2 separate regions of the Capra hircus genome follow, and region 1 is linked to region 2. The links are chromatin contacts, called in public Hi-C maps. All regions are on one chromosome and are shown on one strand. Each heading gives the region's core, a stretch centred on a gene start, on an enhancer-like site or on the middle of the called end of the contact. The rest is flanking DNA. Distances are from core to core; before and after follow the strand shown. Region 1 has its middle 23 kb from the start of PHGDH. Region 2 has its middle 13 kb from the start of 3BHSD.

Evidence for each region. Hi-C and Micro-C count contacts between places; a contact is called where the count stands out from the background.
Region 1: a contact with region 2 is called in a Hi-C map of liver, with 5 times the contacts expected there. The contact joins two enhancer-like sites. A contact is called at or near these places in 2 of 5 Hi-C or Micro-C datasets (blood and liver).

The regions. Positions count from the first base shown.
Region 1 is chr3:96,931,723-96,937,683 of ARS1.2, forward strand. No RefSeq gene overlaps it. Among named protein-coding and RNA genes, the nearest start is that of PHGDH, 23 kb to the right of the region's middle. Within about 2 kb of position 1,364, at least 1 of the 5 cell types and tissues checked has an H3K27ac peak or open chromatin away from gene starts, as enhancers often do.
Region 2 is chr3:96,849,296-96,855,524 of ARS1.2, forward strand. No RefSeq gene overlaps it. Among named protein-coding and RNA genes, the nearest start is that of 3BHSD, 13 kb to the left of the region's middle. Within about 2 kb of position 1,631, at least 2 of the 5 cell types and tissues checked have an H3K27ac peak or open chromatin away from gene starts, as enhancers often do.

The DNA.
Region 1 (5,961 bases), core at 114-2,613, 82 kb after region 2:
GTATACAGTAAGTCCCCTGCATATGAACCTTCAAGCAGCAAACTTTCAAAGATGTGAACACGTGTGCCCAGCCCCTGTAGGCCAGGTTTTGTGCTGGACTTCTGTAATTTTCAAGGTACTGTACTGTAAGATTAAAAATGGTTTCTTTATTTTTTGTGTTTGTTTTTTATGTATGTATTCTATGTGTGAAAAGTATTATGAACCTATTGAGGTACAATACTATAGAACCGACTGTGTTAGTTGGGTACCTAGGTTAACTTTATTGGACTTACAAATCTGACTTAGGAGTATGCTCGCAGAATAGAACTCATTCATATGTAGGGACTTGTACATATATTTTCATTCCTCTTGTGTAAATACCTAGGAGTCTGATTCCTGGGTCATATAGTAAGTATATGCTTAATTGATACTGTTTACTAAAATGGCTGTACCATCTTGCATTCTCACCAGAAATGTATGAAAGTTCTAGTTGATCCAGGTCTTCCTCAATACTTAGAACTGTTAATGTCTTTAAATTCAGCCATTCTAGTGGATATATAATATAATTTTGGTTTTCACAATCCTAACAATTAGTGATGTTGAGCATATTTTCATGTGTTTATTGGCTGTTTGGATATTTTATTTTGTGAAGTATCTGTTCAAATCTTTTGCTCATTAAAAAAATCAAGTTGTCTTCTTATTATTGAGTTATAAGAGTTCTTTATATATTATGGACCAAGCAAAGAGTGTACTAAATCAGTATCTAGTACTTTCTAACACCATTAGACAGTTGCTTTTTTGCATTATGTTCAGAGTTGATAGTTGTTTCTTTAGGGAGATTGGTCCTGTAGCATCTTACTCTCTTGTTATGGGAAGCAGAAACTATGAAGGAGATTTTAAGGGCCAGAACTGGAATTGGTTTTCATCAATTTTGCTTACATTGCTAGAAGTCAATCATGTGATAACAGTCAACTCTCAGAAGGCTGGAAATATAGTTTGTGTGTGTGCCCATAATGTAGTGTGCCTTGGACAAGAACAGAGTTGATAGTTAGCTATCCGTGTTTACTGGGGTGGACTTAGAAGAACATGTGGGAGCTGAAGTTCTGGCCAAGGAGCATGGTAAGTCTGTTTCTAGATCCCTTCCACAATAAATAAGTGTGCAGTACTTACTGTGTGATGGACTAGGAGGCTAATGTTTATTGAGCACATACTATGTGCCAGGCAAATATACTCTCTGTAAATATTTCTTCACTATCGAATGGACCTAACTTCCTGGGGTGGCCCAAGGAAGACTATCTGTACCTTTCTTTACTTCTGGTGTACCAACCATGGTGTGTTTCATGATGTGTCCCAATCTTGCCAGTCATAGCAGGAACAACGTTGTGCGTAACGAGGATGCGTGCCAAGCCCTCCCTGGTTCCCCTGAGGGAAAAGATCACTGGATAAATAGGGTGTTATTAATATCCCCAAATCTCAACAAGCCAGTTTTTCCACTCGCTGGATAATTATTCATGGATGCCTGTTGAGCCTCAGGGACTGGGATAAGATTCTAATTACAGGCTGTTCCTTTGCTGCCCGCTGTGTTTCTGCACCAAAATCATCACTCTGTGCAGCATTTCATGCCAGAGCAGTTCACAGAACCATTTCTGATCTTTCAGTGAATCTCCTGCCTTGATTAGTGGTTTTGCCGGATTTACTTGTAATAGCGACTCATCCAAATGGGTTGGAGATATTGCCTATATTATCATCATCTCTCTATCCAAAGCATCTAGACACAATACATATACTCTTCTTAAAAGATCTCTTATTATTTTTGACTGTTTTCTCCAGCTGTGGCAAGCAGGGGCTCTTCTCCAGCTGCAGGTTCTCATTGCCGTGGCCTCTCTTGTTCGCCTGTTGTAGAGCATGGGCTCGAGGTCTCACAGGCTTTGGTAGTTGCAGATCCCAGGCACTAGAGCACAGGGTCAGTAGTTGTGATGCACAGGCTTAGTTACCCTGCTGCATGCAGGATCCTCCTGGATCAGGGATTGAACTTGTGTCTCCTGCATTGGCGGGTAGATTCTTTACCACTGAGCCTCCAGGGAAGCTCTATATATTCTAATGATAGTAGCGAGCAGTTGGTGGTCACTGTAGCTCACAAACTGCTTCTATATGAATAGGAAAACTAGTAACTATGGAGTCATTATTCATCACTACTCCCTCACATTCTACGCTCTGATTCTACTGATCTGCTTGCAGTTTCTCTCTACACAAGGTGTGATTTACTTACTAGATAGATTGCTCTAGGACTCTTTCAATGTTTAGCTCAGTGTCCCTGGTATTAGGAGCTACCTCAGCCCAGCCCCACAGCTCAGACAACCTAGCTGATTTCTTAGAGGATAGCATTAGCACTTTCCACACTGCTGGGTAATAGTGTCACTGTTTTACCTGACTGGGTGGCCCACACATTGTGAGCTCTTCAAGGATATAGCATCTTTTTAATTTGCATAGTTCCTGTCATACTTTAATTGAAGCATGAATGTGAATAAATACATACATAAATGAATTAATCAATATTTGTATTATTTGCATCAACTCTTTTGTCTGTTTAAATTGTATTTGAGGTACTTTTCATAACCTTGTACAGACGGGCAAAGCAAGAAGAGACTGGAGTGAAAAAAAGATCAGTACATTAAGAGGCTTCAAGGAAAACAGGTTTAAGGAAATGGCTATAGAATAGTAGAAAGACAGAAAATGGTTATCTTTGAACACATCTGCCTTTTTAAAAATCAAACATATTCAAACCAGTAGTGACTAATTTCTTATCTCTAAATAATAATAACAAGTAACAGTTGTTTAGAATGTGTATTTTCAAAACATTTACACAATCATTTTTTCCAGGACACATTCACAACTCTATTTTTCATATGAGCTACATAGGGAAGTGATTAATCAAAGTTCCTATAGCCACTATACGACCAAACTGAATGTCTATTAGCTCAGGTCTTTAACTCAATATGAGGTCACTGGGACAGCTTCTGATTATTGGACTGAAAATTTTTACTTTATCTGCTTATCTAATTTCCCAAGAGTTTGCCTTCTGGGGAATACAGACACACGCTGCTTATCTGCATATACTGTACCTTGCCTAATAACAGATTATTGCCTAATAACAGTTATACAGATTGTTGAGCAAATTCCTAAAGAAGATGAAATCAGGGGCTTGATTCTAGAATTCACAGGTAACTTGTCTTTGCCCACCCCTCTCTTAAGAGCCTAAGTCCTATGTCAATCACTAAACCTCTGGATGGAAAAATAATCTTTTGTTGCAGGAAAAAAGAAGAATGAGCTTTTTTCTTTTCCTTTCCTGAAAACAAAGCAGATAAAGAGAACTGTGAGCGGATCTGAACATTCCTAGCTTTTTTCTTTTTTTAACTTTAACTGGTCCTAACACTACATGTCTGAAACTAAGCTTGCTTTTCTGCCCCCTAACTCTGCAGGAGCTACATTTCACACCCAGTCTCCTTTGACTCTCTGCATGCTAAGTTGCTTTAGTCGTGTCCAACTCTGCAGTCCTGTGGCCTGTAGCCTGCCAGGCTCCCCTGTCCATGGGATTCTCCAGGCAAGAATACTGGAGTGGCTCCATGGTCTTGCAAAGAGTGGGACACGACTGAGCAACTAACACACGCACACACATCTTTTGACTCTATGCGAAACACTTCTTCCCCTCGGTAGTTCTGATTTTTTTACAGATCAGAAAGAAGGCCGCAGAGCCACTGAACTGCCAGCCTCAATTACTGGGTTACTAACGCCCGCTTATGACTGTTTTTGACAAGATCCTAACACCTTTGTTCCTCATCACCGACTCCTGGCTGCAAGCCCTCGTCTTATGTAAGCCCCTAGACTCCTCACTGAGCACGGCTATCTAGCGCAGGGTCAATAGCTGCGGCACACAGGCTTAGTTGTTTTGCAGTATGTGAGATCTTTCCAGACCAGGGATTGAACCCGTGTCTCCTACATTGGCAGGTGGATTCTTTAACACTGAGCCACCAGGGAAGCCCCCTTTGTCTTCATTTTGAAAGATGTTTTTGCTGGTCTTAGAATTCTAGGTGGAGAGATTTTTTTTTTTCCTTTTCAGTACTTTAAAGAAATTGTTTTAATTTCTTCTGTCTTGCATTAATGAAAGATCTGCCATAATTCTTATCCTTGTTTCCCTGTATTTAACATTATGTGTCCCCCCCCCCCGCCTGCTTTTATGATTTTTTTTCCCAACTTTTTGTAATAGTTGGTATAATTTTCCTCCTACATCTTGTGCTTGGAATTCATTGAGCTTCTGAATGTGTTGATTTATAATTTTCATCCAACTGAGAAAAGTTTTTGCCCATTGTTACTTCAAATGTTTTTTCTCTCCACCCCCCGCCCCACCCCAACCCCTTCCCTCTCCTTTGGGACTCCCATAACATTTATATTAGGCTAGTTGAAGTTTTCCAACTTTTCATTGCTAATTTTTCCCTAGCCCTATTATTCTATGTAGTATTTAATTCTGGGGAGTCTATATTGATATGTCTTCAAATTTACCATTTTTTTTCTTCTATAATGTCTAATCTGCAGTTAATTCCATTCTGTGACTTTCCATCTCGAACACTGTAGCTTCCATCTCGAGAACTTGAATTTGACTCTTTTTTATACTATCCATGCCTATACTTCACATGTTCAATTCTTCCTTTGGTTTTTTTTTAATACATGGAACAAATTTATCACCCTGACTCTTCTCTTCTTGTCTCCTCGTTCTGTCATCTGCGCCAGGTTCTGTGTTGCTGCCGTTGACTGGTTTTTCTCCTCGTTAAGAGTCACATGTTCTTGTTTCTTCGCCTGGTCACTTTTATTGAATCCTGAACATGGCAGATTTTACCTTCTTGCATGCTGGCTATTACTGTATGTCTATATATTCTCAAGTTGTTCTGGGACGTGGTTAAGTGAACTGGGAACAGTTTGCTCCTTTCAGGTATTTCTCTTAAGCTTTGTCAGGCAAGACCAAAACAATACTTAGTCTCAGGGCTAATTTTTTCCTACTATTGAAGCAAGAAATAGGGAGCTTGCCATCTGGAAGAAGAATAAAATTAGGAAAAGAAATAAAGAGTAATATGTTGTTGACAGTCAATGTCGACTGCATAAATGGAGACTGAATTTGTAACTCTCCTTTGTTGTTGTTTCTCAGGTGCTCAGTCACGTCTGACTCTTTGTGACCCCACGGACTGCAGCACACCAGGCTTCCCTGTCGCTCACCATCCCCTGGAGTTTGCTCAAACTCATGTCCATTGAGTCAGTGATGCCGTCCAGCCATCTCATCCTCTGTCGTCCCCTTCTCCTCCTGCCTTCAGTCTTTCCCAGCATCAGGGTCTTCTCTAATGAGTTGGCTCTTCACATCAGGTGGCCAAAGTACTGAAGCTTCAGTTTCACCATCAGTCCTTCCTGTGAGTATTCAGGATTGATTTCCTTTAGGATGGACTGGTTGGATCTCCTTGCAGTCCAAGGGACTCTCAAGAGTCTTCTCCAACACCATAGTTCGAAAGCATCAATTCTTGTCTTATCCATATGTATTTGATTCTGAAATCTCCTGTGCTCTGAGCTGTAGAAGTAAGGACTGTTGCACTTGAGGTATACGTTGAAGAAGACTGACATGGGAGCCCCAGTTTGCGAGTGGGAGAAATGCTTAAGTTTCAGAGGGCGCTCAAGCGAAGAGTTGATTCATTGGAAAAGACTCTGATGCTGGGAGGGATTGGGGGCAGGAGGAGAAGGGGATGACAGAGGATGAGATGGCTGGATGGCATCACCGACTCGATGGACATGAGTTTGAGTGAACTCCAGGAGTTGGTGATGGACAGGGAGGCCTGGTGTGCTGCGATTCATGGGGTCGCAAAGAGTTGGACATGACTGAGCGACTGATCTGATCTGATCTGATGGACTAAATGCTTATGTCCCCATAAGGTTTGTGTGGTAATT
Region 2 (6,229 bases), core at 381-2,880:
TTGAAAACCCTCATCTGCCACTGAATTGCGTCTGCTGCTGGTGAATGAGCTGCCAGGGTGCGGCGGGAGCACTGGACATAGGGTAGTGATTCTTGAGAGAGCCCAGATCTCTTGGGTCACCTCCTTCTTGCCCGCTCCTGGGCAGGAGACACCCCAGGACTGAGGAGAGCCCCTCAGGGAATCTGGGAGGTTTTCCTACCCTCGCCAGCCGAGAGGAGAGGGAGAAGCAGAGCTGCAGCCAGCCCCGCTGCCAGTGCCAGGCCCCTTGAAGGTCCCTAGAACACACTTGGATGGATGTGCGTGTTGGCCCCTCCGGTAACTCAGAAGCCAGTAATTCAACGTTCTTTCAAATCTCGGTGAAGCCACATGATGGGTTCCTAGGCAAGTAAAGGGAACAGATGTGAACGTCCCTGAAATATCTCTCCCACTCGGTGCAAAAGTAGAGATTTCGCTCCTCCAGATTTAGCTCCTGCTCCTCCTCCTCCTCCTCCTTCCTCCTCCCTATCTCTCCCTCAGCCTGCCCCCTCTCTTCCCTTCCCTCTCTCCTCCTCAGCCTCTTTCCCTTCCCTCCATCGCTCCCTAACCACTAGCCCTCTCATCCTTCTCAGTGTCCTCAAGGAAGGGAGACCAATTGAGACATGTTTGGGGACTTAAATGATGACACGTCCATTAACTGACTGGAGGACAAGCATTCAAAAGAGACACTGTCAGACCAACCAGGACCACGCAACCGAAGCCCGGGGTGAGGTTGGGGGGACGGGGGGAAGGGGTCGTTGGAGGGGAGGTGGGGCTATCTCTTCTACACCAGGGAGTCCCCTGTCTTTGTGAGCCACGGCCACAACAAGAGTCGTACCCAACACCAAGATGGCCTCTCTCTTACCCAGGGAATTTACAGATTATGAATTCAGTTGAATTTGATGCAAAGGAGATTGTTTAAGCATTCACTCTTAGGAGAAAAGGGAAAAAGCACTCTGGCCCGGAGGAACAGGTTTCCATCACCTTCAAAACCCCAAAGGGGGGTGGGGGTGGGGGGGACAAGGGACAGAGGATCAGCCCTGGGAGATCAGTAAATGGTCCCAGGGGTGAGACAAAGTGAGATGAAACACCCGCTTCCTCCAGTACGCAAAACACAAGAGGCAGCCTCTGTCCAGCCTGGTGATGTGCAAACCCTCATATGTTTATGCCGATAAGGAAGGAAGGAAAGGAGGGTGGTGGAGGCTGAAACAAAAGTTCCCTCCAGCCGTTTTTAGTCTAGCGAAATCCCACAAACATAAACCCTTCAGAGCTGTTCTCCCAGGGGAGGGAGGTGGCGTTGTCACCAAAGTGCAAGCGGGGGTTGATGTGAGAGAAGAAAGAGGAGAGCGGATCTGCCCGACTGTTGGTCTCTACTGAATAAGCATAAAGACCTGGGAATGCTTTGACCAACGAAGCCGCGTCCTTACTGACACTATGCTACCTGACTCCCGCGCGGGGTGGTCCGAGCTCGTGCACAGGAGCCCCAGGTGCACTACAGGGAAAGCACCGCACGGGGGCAGCAGAGACCCGGAGGGAAGAAGGAAACCGCCCCGCAGCGCCTCTCCCGTCCCCGCCCCCGCCCCCCACACCTGGGTGACCGCGTGGGGTACGGCTGAATGAGTCAGCGAAAGCCAGGCACGTGCTCAGCCACCGGTTAAGTGCTCTGGGTACTGAGTCTGGAGAACGGAGCTGAACAGAAGCTATTGGGAAAAGCCTCAAGGACGAGGTGGGAGCGCAGCTAGGTCTTGGAGGAGGGAGATGGGACTTAGGCAGGAAGTGAGTGAGCGGGTCCAGGCAGCGGGAAGAAGCCGAGCAGTGGTGGGGGCCAGGCGGGGGCGGGGCTGGGAGAGAGGAGGAGCGGGGAGAGCAGAGAGGACACAGGTCCGCCAGGTGAGAAGGGTTTGCCCGGGGAGATTAGGTAGCTTAGACTGCCCTCCAAGCTGGAGGAGGCACGCCTCAGAGGGCCGAGGTGCAGCTGGCAGGAGGGTGGCTGGCCCGGGGAAGGAGGGGCAGAAAAGCGACAAAGGACCTAAAGGGGCTGGAGGAAGGCAGACCCCGCAGCTGCAGGACAGCTACAATATTCTGTTACTTTATTAACAAACAGATGAGGACAGTGACAAAACCCAACCTCACAATTTCTCCTAAGAAATCCCAAATATCCCCAAAAGAGTCCAAGTCTGGGAGCTCTGGGATCGAGACCTACCTTCTCCCCGAAGGCCTGAATGCTTGTAGGCAGCCTGGCCCACCCAGAATGGATGGAGCAATTTAAGTCTGGATCACACTTAATGTGTACTCTAGGTTTTCTTCTGCAGAAATTTCAGTGTGTTTAATGACAAGGGGCTAACCTGGATCTTACTGGGGTGTACTGTAATATATGATACATACCCTTATTACCTTGTTAAAATCCAAAAGAAATCTGAATTCCAAAATGTATCCAGCCCTGAGGGTTTTGGAGAAAAGAAGGTGAACCTCAACCAGCAAAATTATGAACGAAGGATGGTTCTAACACACTTTATGCGAGTGTGTGTGTGCTCAGTCGTTCAGTCCTGTCTGACTCTTTGCAGACCCGTGAACTGCAGCCCGCCAGGCTCCTCTGTCAGTGGGATTTCCCAGGCAAGAATACTGGAGTGGGTTGCCACTTCCTCCTCCAGGGAATCTTCCCAAGCCGGGGATCGAACGGCATCTCCTATGTCTCCTGCATTGCCAGGCAGGTCCTGTACCACTAGCACCGCCTGTGCCTGCTGAGTCGCTTCAGTCATGCTGGACTCTGTGTGGACCTATGAACCATAGCACACCAGGCTTCTCTGTCCATAGGATTCTCCAGGCAAAAACACTGAGGTGGCTTGCCATTCCCTCCTCCAGTGAATCTTCCCAACTCAGGGATCGAACCTGCATCTCTTTCATCTCCTGCATTGTCAGGCAGGTTCTCTACCACCAGTGCCACCTGGGAAGTCCCATGTATATATAATAATACTCAGTCAACATCCAAAAGTAGGTACGCTTATTATCCTAGCCTGATACTCGAGGAAATGGAGACAGAGAGGTCAGTAACTTGCTCAAAGTCATCCAGCAAGTTGTGGTTCAGTTCCAGTAATAAAAAGCTTTTGACTTCAAAGATCTTACATAAAGATGGCAAACTCACATGCCTGCAGGAGCCAGGTACCATGTGTAAATGAGGCAGGCAAGAGCTAAGAGGCCTCAGGGAATGGTGTGCAGGGGAGCACATACTTCATCTTGGGGGGCAGCAGTCACAGAGCCCCCTTCCCATGACTCAAGTGGGAATATACCCCAAGTCACCAGACCTTCTGACTCTTCAAGGAGAAGGTAAGTCCTTGCTGCTGCTAGTAAGTCTCTTCAGTCGTGTCCGACTCTGTGTGACCCCACAGACGGCAGCCCACCAGGTTCCTCTATCCCTGGGATTCTCCAGGCAAGAACACTGGAGTGGGTTGCCATGTCCTTCTCCAATGCATGGAAGTGAAGAGTGAAAGTGAAGTTGCTCAGTCGTGTCTGACTCTTAGCGACCCCATGGACTGCAGCCTATCAGGCTCCTCCACCCATGGGATTTTCCAGGCAAGAGTACTGGAGTAGGTCGCCATTGCCTTCTCTGACAAGGAAAGCAAAGTTTCCTAATTTTTTATGTGAAATCTTTTGATTTCTAAATACTGTCAAGTAATTCTAAATTTTAAAAACAGTGTGAAGACCAGTTCTGGGAATGGGACCAGTGTGGGTTAGTGCTCAAATTTTATGTGTAATAGCTTATTTCTTTAAAAATGGGCGGTGAGGGGTTGAAGGCAATCTGTTCCTTTTTGGCGCTAGGTCTCAAGTATACATAACATTATCTTCTGTACTTTTCTGTATGTTTGATATAGGTTATAATTTTTAATACATTAATTTTGACTTTTAAAAAGAGTTCAAAATAACAAAACACATCTGTGGGCTGGACTGACACCTAAGGCTTCTGGTTTTGCATCTCTGCTCTCAGTCTAGTGGAAGCAATAAAATATGAGGCATGGTGAGTTCTGTGCACAGCAAAATGTACCAAGTGCCCTTAGAAAGGTAAAATGTTTTTGGAGGGTCCTCTCTGGGTAGGGTACTCCACAGAGCCCTTGTACTGGGGCTTAATGTTGACAGATGGGTAGGACTTCAACAGGCAGAAATGTGGGGGGATGTATGCCAGGCAGAGGTGATAGAGACAGGAAAGATACAGAGGTGAGAGAGGGGAGTCATTTTCAGGCAGCGAAGAGACCAATATGGAAAGACCAGATGTGGGAGAGAATGGAGAACACACCTGGAAAAACTTGATGGGTTACCTTGGGTCACCTGTAGGAGACTGCCTTCTTTCCCCTTCCAGAGACCATTTGACATTTAACTACATGTCACGTGCCTCACGATCTCTGGAAAATTAGGCTCTTTTAAGAACAAGGAGCTTGTCTCCATACTTACCCCCTCTCCCCACGCCCCTCAACAACAAATATCAGTAATCAGACTATAGAATGTAGAGATTATTCAATATGCAATGGGAAACCACTGAAGATTCTTGTTCAGCTGTTCCTGGAAGATTACTTTGGCAGTGATGTGTAGGATGGATTGGAAAAGATTAAAAGGCTACTTCAAGAATGTAGGCAAGAAATAAAGGCTTGATTTATGTAGTGTTAACAAAGGGAACACAGGGCAGCTGAGGCCAGCCTGAGGCAGAACAGACACTACTTTGGGCAAGGCCTGAGTGAGAGCACCCCATGTACCCACTTCCTGAAGCCAGAGACCTCGATGTCCTTCCCTTACCCTCCCTCCAGCCTATCATTCAGTCTTATGGGTTTCACCTCCCAGACACCTCCCGGAGGTATTGTCTACCTCCCTAGTAACCCAGCCTGGTTCAGGCCTCCCTGCCTCAGTCATTATGTATGAAATTCATCCTCGGTAGTTTTGCCAGAGTTATCCATCCAACATAAAAACTGACCATGTCACTCTCTTCCGTGAAACCATCCAGTGGAGGAGCCTCAGGACTCTCAGGATAATCCTGAGTGTCTTAAGACAACATAGAAAGCTGCTCAACAGACTGGTGGTTGCCAAGATGGAAGGAGGAGGGGGAGGATAACTGGTTAGCAGATGTAAGCCTTTATATATAGAAAGGATAAGCAACACGGTCCTATTGTAGAGCACAGAGAACTATATTCAATAGCCTGTTGCTACCAAACAGGGTTCTTGGCCTTTCCCAATCAATAGAAATTGACTAGAGGCCAGATGAGAAATTCAAGCAAGGCTTTATTGGGGTCCCTGCTGCGGCAAAGGGGAACAAGAACAAACAACATGTTCCCTTGCTTGCTCATTCCCCTGCTGGGAGGGCAAGTTTGTTCCTTCTGTGGGGTGAGGGTAGGGTGTGTCCAGGGGTCAGGTTTGAGGGGTGGCTTAGGTGCTTTGACCACCCTTTTGGTGGTATTGTGTGCAGGGGGCATACTCCCCACCCCCAACTTTTCCTCCAAGCTCTTCAAAAGTGGCAGTTTTTTTTATTTCTTTGTATCTTTTGGATCCAGAATTTGCCCCAACTGAACCACAGTTATTTTTAGTCCCTAGTCCTGTATAGTTCCTTTGTATTTTATTTCTTGAGGAGAGGTGTATCCAGGTGCAAGCATTGCCACAGTGAAGTAAAGTGTCCCAGGTCCCAGGCTTGTCTCAAGATGACTGTGTGTGTATATATATATATAGATATATTAACACAACATTGTGTTAATGGCTGCTGTACAGAAGTGGTTCAGTTATGCACACATACATATATACATTTCTATGTGGGTATATATATATATGAAAAGTGAAAGTGAAGTCACTCAGTCGTGTCCGACTCTTTGCGACCCCATGGACTATAGCCTTCCAGGCTCCTCTGTCCATGGGATTCTCTAGGCAAGAGTACTGGAGTGGGTTGTCATTTCCTTCTCCTACATATATATATACATGCAAATATATATACATATATATACATGCAAATATATATATGTATGTATTAGTAGTGTTAAGTCGCTCAGTTGTGTCCAGCTGTTTGCAACCCCATGGACTGTAGCCCACTAGGCTCCTTTGTCCATGGGATTTTCCAGGCAAGAGTACTGGAGTGGGTTGCCATTTCCTCCTTCAGGGATATATGTATGTATGTATATGTATATTTATATGTATACATATATATATACATACACAGATATATATGTATGTGTGCATAACTGAATCA